Regions from separate parts of the Capra hircus genome. Here region 1 is linked to region 2. A link is a contact called in public Hi-C data. All regions are on one chromosome and are shown on one strand. Each heading gives the region's core, a stretch centred on a gene start, on an enhancer-like site or on the middle of the called end of the contact. The rest is flanking DNA. Distances are from core to core; before and after follow the strand shown.

Region 1 (5,638 bases), core at 3,032-5,531, 50 kb before region 2:
CACACGCACACACACGCACACGCAAACACACACACACAGGCACACACACACGTTGTTGCTTAGTTGTCTCAGTCATGTCCCCTTCTTTCGCTGCCTCATGGGCTGTTGCCCTTAAGCCTCCTCTGACTATGAGATATTCCGGGCAAGAATATTGGAGAGGGTTGCCATTTCCTACTCCAGGGGATCTTCCCGATTCAGGGATCAAACCCCAGTCTCTTGAGTCTCCTGCATTGGCAGGAGGGCTCTTTACTGTCTGAGCCTCCAGGGAGCCCATATGCAGGAGCCCTGGGTTCGATATCCCTGGGTCGGGAAGGTCTCCTGGAGTAGGAAGTGGCAGCCCTCTCCAGTGTTCTCGCCTGGAGAATGCCATGGACAGAGGAACCTGGTGGGCTACAGTCCATGACATTGCGAAGAGTCAGACACGGCTGAGCAACTAGCTTTTCTTTCATATATATTCTGTTTCCATATAGGTCATTACAAAACGCCGAGTGGGGTTCCCTGTGCTACTCAGTAGGTCCAAAGGATCCCCAAGGGGCTGTGACTGTTGCTAAATCTCCTGTTTCCTGGCTCTTGCACGGTCTCTGGCCCTTCCCTCCTCACTCAGCTCTTACTTCGCTCTTCACTCAGGAGCCCTGAGGCACGGTGATCAAACCAGTCCTGGACCAGGTGTAACATCTAGCCCTGGGCTGCCCTGGGCTGCTTCTGGGCAAGGCTGTTCACTGTCCTTCTGCCTTGATTCGAAGATGGGACATGGGGCCAAGGTGGCCACCTCAGCTTGTCCAACAGCAATGTGCCCAGGGCTCAGGACAAAGGTTGTCTTACCTGATATGAACCAGATGGTCAGAGGAGGGCTCAAGGCAGAGACCCTCCATAGACAAACTACATCTGAGACAATGCATATGTGTCGTATTTGTGTGTTTACTCATCCCTTCACCCCTCAATTACACATGCCTCTAACTGATTTCCAGACGCCACTTCATGGCCTGCAAGAAGCTGCAGGATCTTATCCCTGTGGATGTCCCCAGCCTCACCTCCTGGCCTCCTTCCTATTCACGCTGCTCTTTCCACCCTTTTCTGTTCCTCAAATACCCAAGCTTGCTCACATCAGGACTTTTTTCTCCTCTTTGCTTGGCTGTTCCTTTCTCACCATTTGGGTTTCACACAAATACCACCTTCTTGTAAGGGAACCTGACTATTCCTTCTAAAGTAGCACCTCAGTGACATCACTTTGGTTAACTGACTTCACAGTACTTCTCAGTTACCTATCTTGCTTAGTTCTTCCTTCCATCTAGTTCTTCCTAGTATATCTTTTTCATGATAAACTGATGATCCAGGAAGTGAAATGTATCTGTGAGTCCTATGAGCCACTCCAGCAAGCTGCTGGAACCTAAGGAGGGGGCTGCTGATCTACAGCCAGCCAGTCAGAAGCACAGGTGACAACCTGAACTTGAGGTTGGCCACTGAAGTTGGGGGCATGGGGTGGGAAGTCTCTTGCAACTGAGCCCTTCACCTATGGGATCTGAGGCTGTCTTCAGGAAGACTGTCAGAGTTTGAACTGGGATTCCCCGGTGGAGCTTGCAGTAAAGAACCTGCCTGCCGATGTAGGAGTCACGGGTTGGGTCCCTGGGCTGGGAAGATCCCCTGGAGAAGGACATGGCAGCCCACTCCAGGAGTTTTGTCTGGAGAATCCCATGGACAGAGGAGCCTGGTGGGGTCGCAGAGAGTTGGACATGACTGAGTGACTAAACAGGCACACACATCGTACATCCTGATGGCACCCTAGTGTTGCTTGGTGTTATGGGAAAAACCCCTCACACCACACACACACACACGCATTGGAATTGGGTCCATTCTTAGTATTCAAGAATTATTTCTTGAAAAAAGGAACAAAAGGAGAACAGAGTGAGAAGTAAGCTTGGCAATGTCAAGCAGAGTTTGGAAATGCTAAACTGAGGGATTTAGACATCAGTCCCTGGTGACTCAGCTGGTAAAGAATCCGCCTGCAATGCGGGAGACCTGGGTTCAATCCCTGGGTCGGGAAGATCCCCTGGAAAGGGAAAGGCTGCCCACTCCAACATTCTGGCCTGGAGAGTTCCACGGACTGTACAGTCCATGGGGTCACAGAGTTGGACACGACTGAGCGACTTGCACTGCACAGAGGATGATGAGAAGCCATGAAGAGCCGATGAGACATGTGTGTCTGAGTCACCCTGCTGCAGCACCAGGAACGCGTCGAGGAAAACCCAGGCAGAGTTTCCAAGGCTCTGAACCTCAGTTTGTAATCACTATTTTCATTTGCTTTCCTTTTTTTTTTTTTTTAAAGAGTTCCTCTCTGCCCAATTGTAAAAGCAAGTCTGGAGCTTCCTCTAAAAGTGCAAGGTGGGGAAAGAGTATGATTTCCATTTGGGACATGTTGACTTTGGGGCAAATGAAGGCTCTCTAGGAGGAGGTGTTCTGAAGGAGAGCAGTGCGGTGGTTGCGGCATAGGTGGGGTTCAAGGCTGTGTGAACTTGGGCAAGCTGTTGGATCTCTCTGTGTTCCATAAAGTGGAATGATGAGCACAGCACCACCCTCCTACGCTTGTTGAAAAGATCCGATGAGACAAGGTATGGAAAGTGCTTAAGCAGTGCTGGCATATGGTAGGTCCTCAGAAGAAGCTGCACGTCAGCCCCCGTATCATGTGGGAAAGTGCAGATGGGTGTCATCTGAGAGATGGAGACCTTCAGAGGAGTTGGATCATGCAGGAAGAGTGTGTTAAGGCATGATAAGAAGGTCAAGACGGAGCTCTGATATTTATCAGGGTGACCAGAGAAAGAGGAACCAGCTAGAGATGCTGAGAAGGATTAGCCACAAAGGAGGGGCTGGAGAACGCCGTCTGGGCACTAAGTCCCGGGGGTCACCTGCAGGTTGCTTGGGTGGAACTTGGGGAAACCACCAGTGAGCTGGGCGGAAGGCTTCGTGAGAGTCGGGCACTGGGGATGAACGTGTGTGCAGACGGCAAGTGTGGACAGCGTCCTCCTGAGAGCCCCGACTATGAGAAAAATAGAGGAACAGACGCAGGGGAAAGATTTTTTTGCATTTGATTCATTTTGCCTCTAGAGAACTCAGTTCACTGTTTAAAGATGAAATTCACAGACTTGGAGGGAGGTCTGTGAAGAAGAGTCGATGGAGAGGATATGGAAGATTTAGGAAAACAATAAAATCATGGATGGAAAATGTGACTGTTGTGGAAGAATTAGGAAGGGGAGGGTGGAGGGCAGAGGGAGGAGTCAACCCTAACCAGCTCTCAAGACTGGAAGGAAGGGGCGAGGGTGGGAAGGTTATAAATAAGTTTGTAGGTAGGAGGACAGGAAGTGGGGAGCTATACCTGATACCTGTTTTTGTCTGTGAAGTAGGATACTAGGTCATCTGCGGAAATATGTTAATATAGAGCATCTCTCCAACTGTGGGGCATGTAGGAGAGGCTGCAGTTAAGAATCTTAAAATCTCAAGGCTAGGAGGTCCAGGGTTGGAGGAACCAAAGTTGATGGGGACATTATCAATATCTTTATAAATCACTTTACATCGAGTCATCTAAAGCAATGAACACAGCACTCCAAGTGAGGATGAGACCTCAGAGGTAATTTGCACATCTTATTAGTGCTAAAACAGTCCATTTTAACTTACGACGCTTTGCTTACTAGCTGCTTGAAGCAGTTCAAGATCTTCTTATCGTGCAGTTTAAACGAAATGCTCACACATTACCTTGTAAAATTAGGAGTAGTTTCAAACACACAATAAAGTTGGAAGAATTTCACCCTGCACTCCAATATTATTCACCACCTAGCTTCTACCATGAACATTTTTCTAAGTTGTTTATTTAAACAAACTTCAAATTTAGAGCGTCCTAGATTTGGAGAAAGCTTGTGATGACAATTCAGGGGCCCCTTGCACTGCCTGCTCTGTGTATGAGCATCGTGTATTAGCAGAGCGCAGCTGCCACAGCAAATGAGCTAATACTGATACAGCATTATTAGCTGAAGCCGCGCACTGTTTCAGGTTTCCTTAGTTTTGGGCTGGCATCCTTTTTTTTTCTGCTCTATGACTTCATTCAGGATATCACACTACGTTTTTGAAATCATGTGCTTGCTTGTTTATTTTTGGCTGTGCTGGGTTGGGTTTGCAGGTACTCGCGTCTGGTCTTGTTCGGTGAGTTGCTGCATACGGCTTTTCTGCAGCTGTGGGGAGTGGGGGCTGCTCTCCAGCTGCAGCGCCTCCGCCTCTCACTGCAGCGGCTGCTCGTGTTGTGCGGCACAGCTCTAGGGCGCGGGGGCTTCAGCAGTTGGGGCTCACGGGCTGAGTTGCTCCGCAGCATGTGAAATCTTCCCAGATCAGGGATCAGACATGTGTCCCCTGCATTGCCAGGTGGATTCTTACCCACTGGATCACAAAGGAAGACCCACATTACATTTTGTTGTCCTCTCTCCTTAAGTTTGTGCAAGGTCCGTCTAGTCAAGGCTATGTTTTTTCCAGTGGTCATGTATGAATGTGAGAGTTGGACTATAAAGAAAGCTAAGCACAGAAGAATTGATGCTTTTGAACTGCAGTGTTCGAAAAGACGTCTGAGAGTCCCTTGGACTGCAAGGAGATCCAACCAGTCCATTCTGAAGGAAATCAACCCTGAATATTCATTAGAAGCACTGATGCTGAAGCTGAAGCTCCAATACTTTGGCCACCTGATGCGAAGAACTGACTCATTGGAAAAGACCCTGATGCTGGGAAAGACTGAAGGCAGGAGAAGAAGGGGAAGACAGAGAATGAGATGGTTGGATGGCATCATGGACTCAGTGGACATGAATCTGAGCAAACTCCAGGAGATGGTGAAGGACAGGGAAGCCTGGTGTGCTGCAGTCCATGGGGTCGCAGAGTTGGACGTGACTGAGTGACTGAACAACGACAATTCCTTAAGTTCCTCTTGGCTGTGACAGTTTCTCAGACTTTCCTTGTATGTGATGACCTTGACAGTTTGAGGAATAATGATAAGGTACTTGGCAGACTGTCCCTCAGTTGGGAATTGCCTGATAATTTTCTTTTTAAAAAATTAATTATAATTTATTTTTTCCTGTTTTATTGAGATACTAAAGTGTGTAAGTTTAACAGAAACACAGACTCACAGACTTAGAGAACAAACATGGTTCCTGGGGGGACGGATGGGGGAAGGGATAGTTAGGGAGTTTGGGACGGACATTTACACACTGCTGTATTAAAATGGGTAACCAACAAAGACCTGCTGCATAGCACAGGCAGTCCTGCCCAGTGTCGTGTGCAGCCTGGATGGGAGGAGTGTTTAGGGGAGAATGGATACATGTATATGTCTGAGTCCTTTTGCTGTCCACCTGAAACTATCACAACATTGTCAATAAGCTATGAAAGTGAAGTTGCTCAGTCGTGTTCAACTCTTTGCAACCCTGTGGACTGTAGGCCACCAGGCTCCTCCGTCCATGGGATTTCCCAGGTAAGAATACTGGAGTGAGCTGCCATTTCCTTCTTCATGGGATCTTCCCGACCCAGGGATCGAACCCTATCTCCTACATTACAAGCAGACACTTACACCTCTGAGCCACCAAAGTTTAATAAAAAGCTGTGTCAGTTTAAGATG
Region 2 (6,061 bases), core at 1,372-3,871:
CTTTCCACGCTGCTCTGCCTTCATCCTCCCTTCCTCCCTGCCTGCCTTTCTTTCCCAGTTTCCTTCTTACTTCTGTGTGACCAGCAAAGTTGATTTCAAGACGCCCTTGTGAGCCTCCACCCCTGTTGCCAAAACACAAGGGCCATGGAAAGGGAGCCCCACGTGTCCCGGGAGAGCCCTACAGGGGTCACAACATGCAGAGACCCTGAGTCCTGCTTCCGCTCCCCCACCTCACTCCGCTTCCTCCGTTTCGATTCTTTCGAAAGCAAGTCCAAGAAGACCAGATCACAGGAGTGATTTCACAAGCTTTCAGCCCATAGGACCCACCCATGTCTCTGGGGCACTTGTTGTGACTGCGTCCAGCGGCTCCCAGCCTCTCCTGGACGCTCTGATGGGTTAAGTCTCCAGTGGGCCTGGCCATCAGTGTTTGTGGCCATGGTCCGGCGGTCAGGGATTCTCCAGCAGGGCCAACCCTCCTGTTTCGCTGATGAGGCAGGGAGGACCAGGAAGGGCAATACCCGGCCTGAGGTCAGGCTGTGGGCACTGTCCAGGGACAGGAGGCTGCAGTCACACTCAGCAGGACCCCCCTCCCAACCTCTGTACCGTCCAGCATGATCGGAGGAGGCCTCCACCTGAGAAGTCAGAGGCCCACCCCCATCACACAGCGAGCTAGGGGTCTCGGCTGCCACAGCCTGGCTTCCTGCGGAAAGGTCCGCTCCGCTTCTGCGGCTGAAGACAAGTAGAGAGAGTGGTGTCTACCCGAGGGCGTCGGTCTCTCCTGGGTCTGAGTGCGGCCTGGGGTTTGTGGGAAGGAGGGAGAATGAGTCACCTCCGGCCGCTCACTGTCGCTTGGTCCTCTGGGGGCGTGGGAGTGAGTGGGGGACAGCCACGAGAGTTTGCAGGCAGAGGTGCAAGAACCTCGTGCTCTGATCCCCAGCACCGCCGCCCTGCGCATGCGCCCCCACAGCCAGCGGCCCCAGCTGCGGGGAGGCGGTGCTCTGAGGCCTCAAAGCAGGGGGCCCGGGGCCCCACGTCTGCCACAGCTGGGCTGCCGGCCCCTCTCCGGCCCTGCTGGTCTCAGCTCACACTGCTCCTCTGTGGGGCTGTGGTTTGCTATTTCCTTCCTTCGCCAGTTAGAGCCCCAGCAGCCTCCCGCCCGGCTGCTGAAGATGCCCCAAGGAGTTGCCGAGAGCAGCAGGTCTTTTCAGGATCAAAGCCACTGTGCCAGCCCGTCAGGGCCACCCCGCTTCTCCCCATGCCCTCCCTCACCGCCCTCGCTGTGCGGGGACCTGCTCCCCAGCACCCCCTACTTCAGGTCCTGTAGAGATGTCACCTCCTCCCAGAGGCCCCCTGGGTGGTTTTTCAATTGTAACCGCACCCCGCTCCTGCCCCCCTCGCCCAGCCCGCACCTCTGCTGCCTGCGTGTCCACACAGCTCTCACCTTGAATTTCACTTCCTCCCGTGTTCACTATTTGTCATCTGTTTGTCTCCACTAGCAAGTAAGCTCCTCGAGAGCAGAGATCTTTGTTTTGTTCACCGAGGTGCCCTGAACCCCAGCAGGGCTCCTGGCGCTTAGGTAGCCTGGAGTGCGCACTGCTGAGTGAAGGTATGACTGGATGGGGGTGACGGTGCCCTGACTTACGCTCTGTCAGAGGAGGGAGCAGAGGGACGCTCATCAGCCTCTTGAACAGCCGCTTAAAGGAAACAGAGGAACCAGAAACCAGCAATCTGACGGTGTGATTGGAGCTTCCACTGGGAAGCTCCCCACCCCCGCTTTAAAGCATCTCCCTGTGGCGTGTGACACCCCAGCAGTGACACCGGAGGAAGGGTTACAGGCTCCTCTCTCTCTCCCCTGACGGCCCCGCTCGTTTATTAAGTTTGTTCATCCTGTCTCTCGGGCTTCCCTGCTGGCTCAGATGGTAAAGAATCCGCCTGCCGTGTGGGAGATCTGGGCTCCATCCCTGGGTCGGGAAGATTCCCTGGAGGAGGGTATGGCAATCCACTCCAGTATTCTTGCCTGGAGAGTCCCCGTGGACAGAGGAGCCTGGTGGGCTACAGTCCATGGGGTTGCGAAGAGTTGGACACGACTGAGCGACTTAAGCACAGCACAGCACATCCTCTCACTCGAATGAGCTGAGAGGTTCTGAGCAGGTTCCCGGGGAACGTGGAGAAGTGGGGGGGGGGGTGGGGATTGGGGGCCTGGGGGATGATGAGGGAAGCAAGACGTGGTGGGGGCCAAGACTACTTTGCTAACTTAGCAATTTTGTTTTAGACCAAACTTGTGATCTCGCTGCAGTCACTGCAGCAGAAGGAAGGTAGACCCTGGGCCCTTCCCAGAGGGCAGCGGGCTCCATAGAGCTATTCCCAAGGGGCTTCTGGCATCAGGGGTGTTGATTTGGTGTGCTGACAGTGTGCGGCTCTGGAAATGAGGGGGCCTGGCTTCTGAGGCTGCTGTGCATCGCTGGGGGAGGGGCCGCTGTGCAGCTGTCTCTTCCTCTCTGGGCGCCTGTGGCCCCACGTGTGAAATAACGCAGGGCGAGACCACCTCTGAGCCTCCTCCAGCTGCCCCAGATCTCATGGGAACACGAGCCTGTCAGCTGATAGACCCTGGGTCTCCTCAGTGGTGCTAAGGGAGGCTGGAGTTTACTGCAGAGGGCGTGCCTGCCAGAGCTGCCGTCCCACTCTGCCCTTCCTGCCCTGGGGTTTAGAGATTTGCTAGTTTACAACATCCAAGGAATGAGAGGATCCTGGCCAAGGCCTCTGGGCATGGGTGAGTCAGGGAGTCTCCCACTTTGCAGGCTGTGCCTAGATGGGGAATACTTCACCAAGTGTTTGTAAGAATTCATGTCACCAAGGAGGGAGCGGAGGACGGAAGGAGATTTCAGGCCCAGAAAGCGCACTGAAGCTCTTGTCAAGAGTTCTGCAACGAGCGGCCGATTCCTCCAGGTCTCAGAGGTGGATTGAAGATTCTTGTTAGACATCGCTAGAGGGATGTCAAACCAAATCAGGGGAGCTCAGCATTGCGGATACCAGCACAATAAAATACACTGCGGTCATGTCCTGATCTGAAGGTTGCTGGATTTCAGAGAAGGAGGAGCCGGTGTGAGCTGGCCAGTCCCCACGGAGGGACTCTGAGCTAGAGCCAGGAGGCTGAGCCTATGCAGAGAGCTTCCTGGGCAGGAGCAAGGGGGTGGAGAGTGAGGAGAAGAGGGAGAGGGCCAGCTGGAGCCAAAGGAAGAGGCCGGCTAGGACTGGCCCAAGTGCCTGAGGTCACACAGACCGGGGGTCTTCAGGACCCAGGGAAGGAAGGCTGAAGGTGGAGGGAGAGAATGCTTTTATCATCTCACCTGTCCCTTTGTCTTGTAGGATTCTGAGTAAGTTAAGTCAAGAAATCAACAAGAATGAAGAGAGAAGGAGCATTTTCACACGCAAGTGAGTGGGGCAGCCAAGTGCCCAGGGTCACTTTAATGAGATGCAAAAAATTTTCAGACTCAAGTCTAAATGGGAGTGGTTTTGCCCTCATTTTTGATCTGCAGTAAGCCTCCAGTCCAGGGGCTCCCCCTCTCTGTCCTGCATCCTGCCCCTGCATCAGGGGAGGTTCCCCTAGAAAGGCAGGCAGTCATGAGCTCCCAGTTGTACCACCAATGTGATTTCAGTGGTTTCCAGAATTTTCAGGTAGCCTGGCCCGAGTTTCAAAGCAACAAGGACAGGAGTCCTGGGTAGTGAGACATACCCTCCCCTGGGGGCTCCTCTTGCAGGGCTGGACTAAGAGGGATATCTCCCCAAGTCAGTAGGACTGTTAATGCCATGTTGCTTGCCTTTGCAGACCCCAAGTCCAGCGGTTTCCGGAGGAGACAGGTAAAGGTCTCTGGGGTTGAGAACGGTTGCTTTGGAGATGGGAGGCACTTCGGTTCTTCTGGCTGCTGGTCCAGGTGGAGGGGAGGAGAGATATCACTATGCCAGGCACCTGGCCACAATCCCCTTCCAACGGAGGCCCTCTGCATAGACACAGGGAGGGACTCTGCGGGCGGTGCCTGGAACAACCTGGGTTTTGACTGAGCACCCGAGCACAGCCAGTCCTCCTGCTTCTGAGTCTTTAAAGCAATTATTCAGCTGCTAAATTCCACATCTTGTTAAAACGCAGATTCCTGGGTCCCCCCCCCCCCCCCGCCAGTTCCTGCAGAATCAGAAGCTCTAAGGATAGGCCCAGGGAATCTGCATATTTTGAAGCTCTCTCAAGTGACTTTCACACACGTGAAAGGTTAAGAACCACCGCCTCTGTCTGGTAGAATGAGCCCCTCAGGTAGGAAGTGGAGAGCTGACACTGAGTTGCTGACCCCCAGGTGCACAGGATGAAGGCGGGGGTCGGGGAGGGCACCAGGCTGGGGAGCGCCGACTTCCCCTCCGTGGCTTCAGTCAGCACTGGTAACGGTGTCGCCTTCCTCCACAGAGAGCCACGAGGAAGACAACGGAGGCTGGTCGTCCTTTGTGAGTATGGGGCGGGCCCCCCCAGCTCAGGGTAGAGCCCGGAGGTCCCTTGTGGTAAGGCACTGGCACAATGCCGGGGGAGCGAGGCCCTGGCGGAGCCCCGCGGGGCTCCAGCGTGCTCTGTGGTGGTCAGAGCGCGACTCTGGCTTTGCAGTCCTCAGGGTCGCTGGCCTCGCCCGGCCCTCTTGCCCTCGGGCACGGGAGCAGTGGTGGAGGACACCTGCAGGAAAGGCTTGGCGTGAGCCACTTGGTGACAGACGCTGGTGGCGAGCTGGGCTCAGCTGAGGCCTGCAGGGTGCCGACCCGCCGCTGTTCACCAGGAGCCCCCACAGCAGGGCCCGCCCCTGAAGCCCTCCTCACACAGACTACACTAAAGCAGCATTAGAGTAGCTTTTCTCGTGGGCTTAAGTCCCCACTGGTGACACAGAGGGAAAGGGAGCTTAGAATGAACTATCCGCCCTCGAAACACCTCAGGGATGGGATGGCCCAATTGGGTTTTACACTTGAGGGGTCGTGATGACCCCTTTGAGAGTCTGATGAATTCTGTACAGCCTCTCCCCAGAAAACTGCATCACCACACTTGAAGCCAGACTCAGGCTCAGAACTCTGTTATGGCTCGTAGCCCAGTCTGTTCTTTTCACAGAAGCAGCGGCTGAGCCCACTGCAGCATGTGACTTACGTAAAGCCCCATGACCAGTTAGAGGCAGGCTGAGGGTGCAGCTCGCCCACCCTTGGTCCAGGGGCCCTTCTGGTAAGCGGCTGCCTCTAGTGCCTTTAGGTAGCAGACACTAAACGCCCTTGTTCTACTGGGATTCTGGTAAAAGCAAGCATTGAATTTGAAAAAAAAACAAAAACAAAAAAAAACCAAAAAACCCCTGCTAGTTAAGTCTGTGCTTTTTGCATGAGAACAAAGGAATGTAACAGATTAATTTTGTTCCCAAGGGATAATTGACCAGAGTTTCCTCCCAAATATTTACATTTTCACATAGAAACTGTACCTTAGCCACAGCTTGCCATGCAGTTCCTCCTGTGAGCTCAGTCTAAGGCTGGCCTCCTCCACCTGGTCTTTAAACAGGGAGTCCCCATCAGCTGCTGCTGTGACACCCGGGCTTCCGTGAAGTGCCCAGCACTGCTCAGGGCACTCGGGGGGCAAGGACAAATGACCCTATGACCATTTTATAGCTTGGAGAACACACACACAGATCAGAATGTGATTTGGAACAAAAACACACACATGGGAATATATGAGCCGAATCCCTGGAGAAACTAGTTGTTCTAGAAGCAAAGAGGAAAAGTCTATTGTTGAGAAAGGCTGATAAGGTAAAGGCCTGGTGGAAAGTCAGGAGCCGTGGGGCTAGGTATGCAGGCTGAGAGATGGCAGGGAGGCCCTGCAGGTCTAAGGGGCAGTCAGCAAGGCCTGGAAAGGTGCTGAGGCCGTGGTTCTTAAGTCCCTCCCACTCATCGTCCTCTGGTCTCAAGTTGCAGTGACACTGATGGCAGGACGAAGTCTTTTTCGTGTTCAGGAAGATGAGCCCAACCTCAGCTTGGCTTCCAATGTGTATATGTTTTGGAA

Evidence for each region. A called contact is a pair of places that touch in the nucleus more often than the background predicts.
Region 1: a Hi-C map of blood shows a contact between it and region 2, with 1.9 times the contacts expected there. The contact joins two enhancer-like sites. A contact is called at or near these places in 2 of 5 Hi-C or Micro-C datasets (both in blood).

The regions. Positions count from the first base shown.
Region 1 is chr20:2,286,259-2,291,896 of ARS1.2, reverse strand. All of the region lies in intron 2 of LOC106503306 (a long non-coding RNA gene), which reads right to left. Among named protein-coding and RNA genes, the nearest start is that of LCP2, 33 kb to the right of the region's middle. Within about 2 kb of position 4,281, at least 1 of the 5 cell types and tissues checked has an H3K27ac peak or open chromatin away from gene starts, as enhancers often do.
Region 2 is chr20:2,234,366-2,240,426 of ARS1.2, reverse strand. It overlaps LCP2 (lymphocyte cytosolic protein 2), which reads left to right. Exons shown (of 21, transcript XM_013972703.2): 4 at 3,367-3,432; 5 at 3,827-3,858; 6 at 4,451-4,488. Among named protein-coding and RNA genes, the nearest start is that of LCP2, 19 kb to the left of the region's middle. Within about 2 kb of position 2,621, at least 2 of the 5 cell types and tissues checked have an H3K27ac peak or open chromatin away from gene starts, as enhancers often do.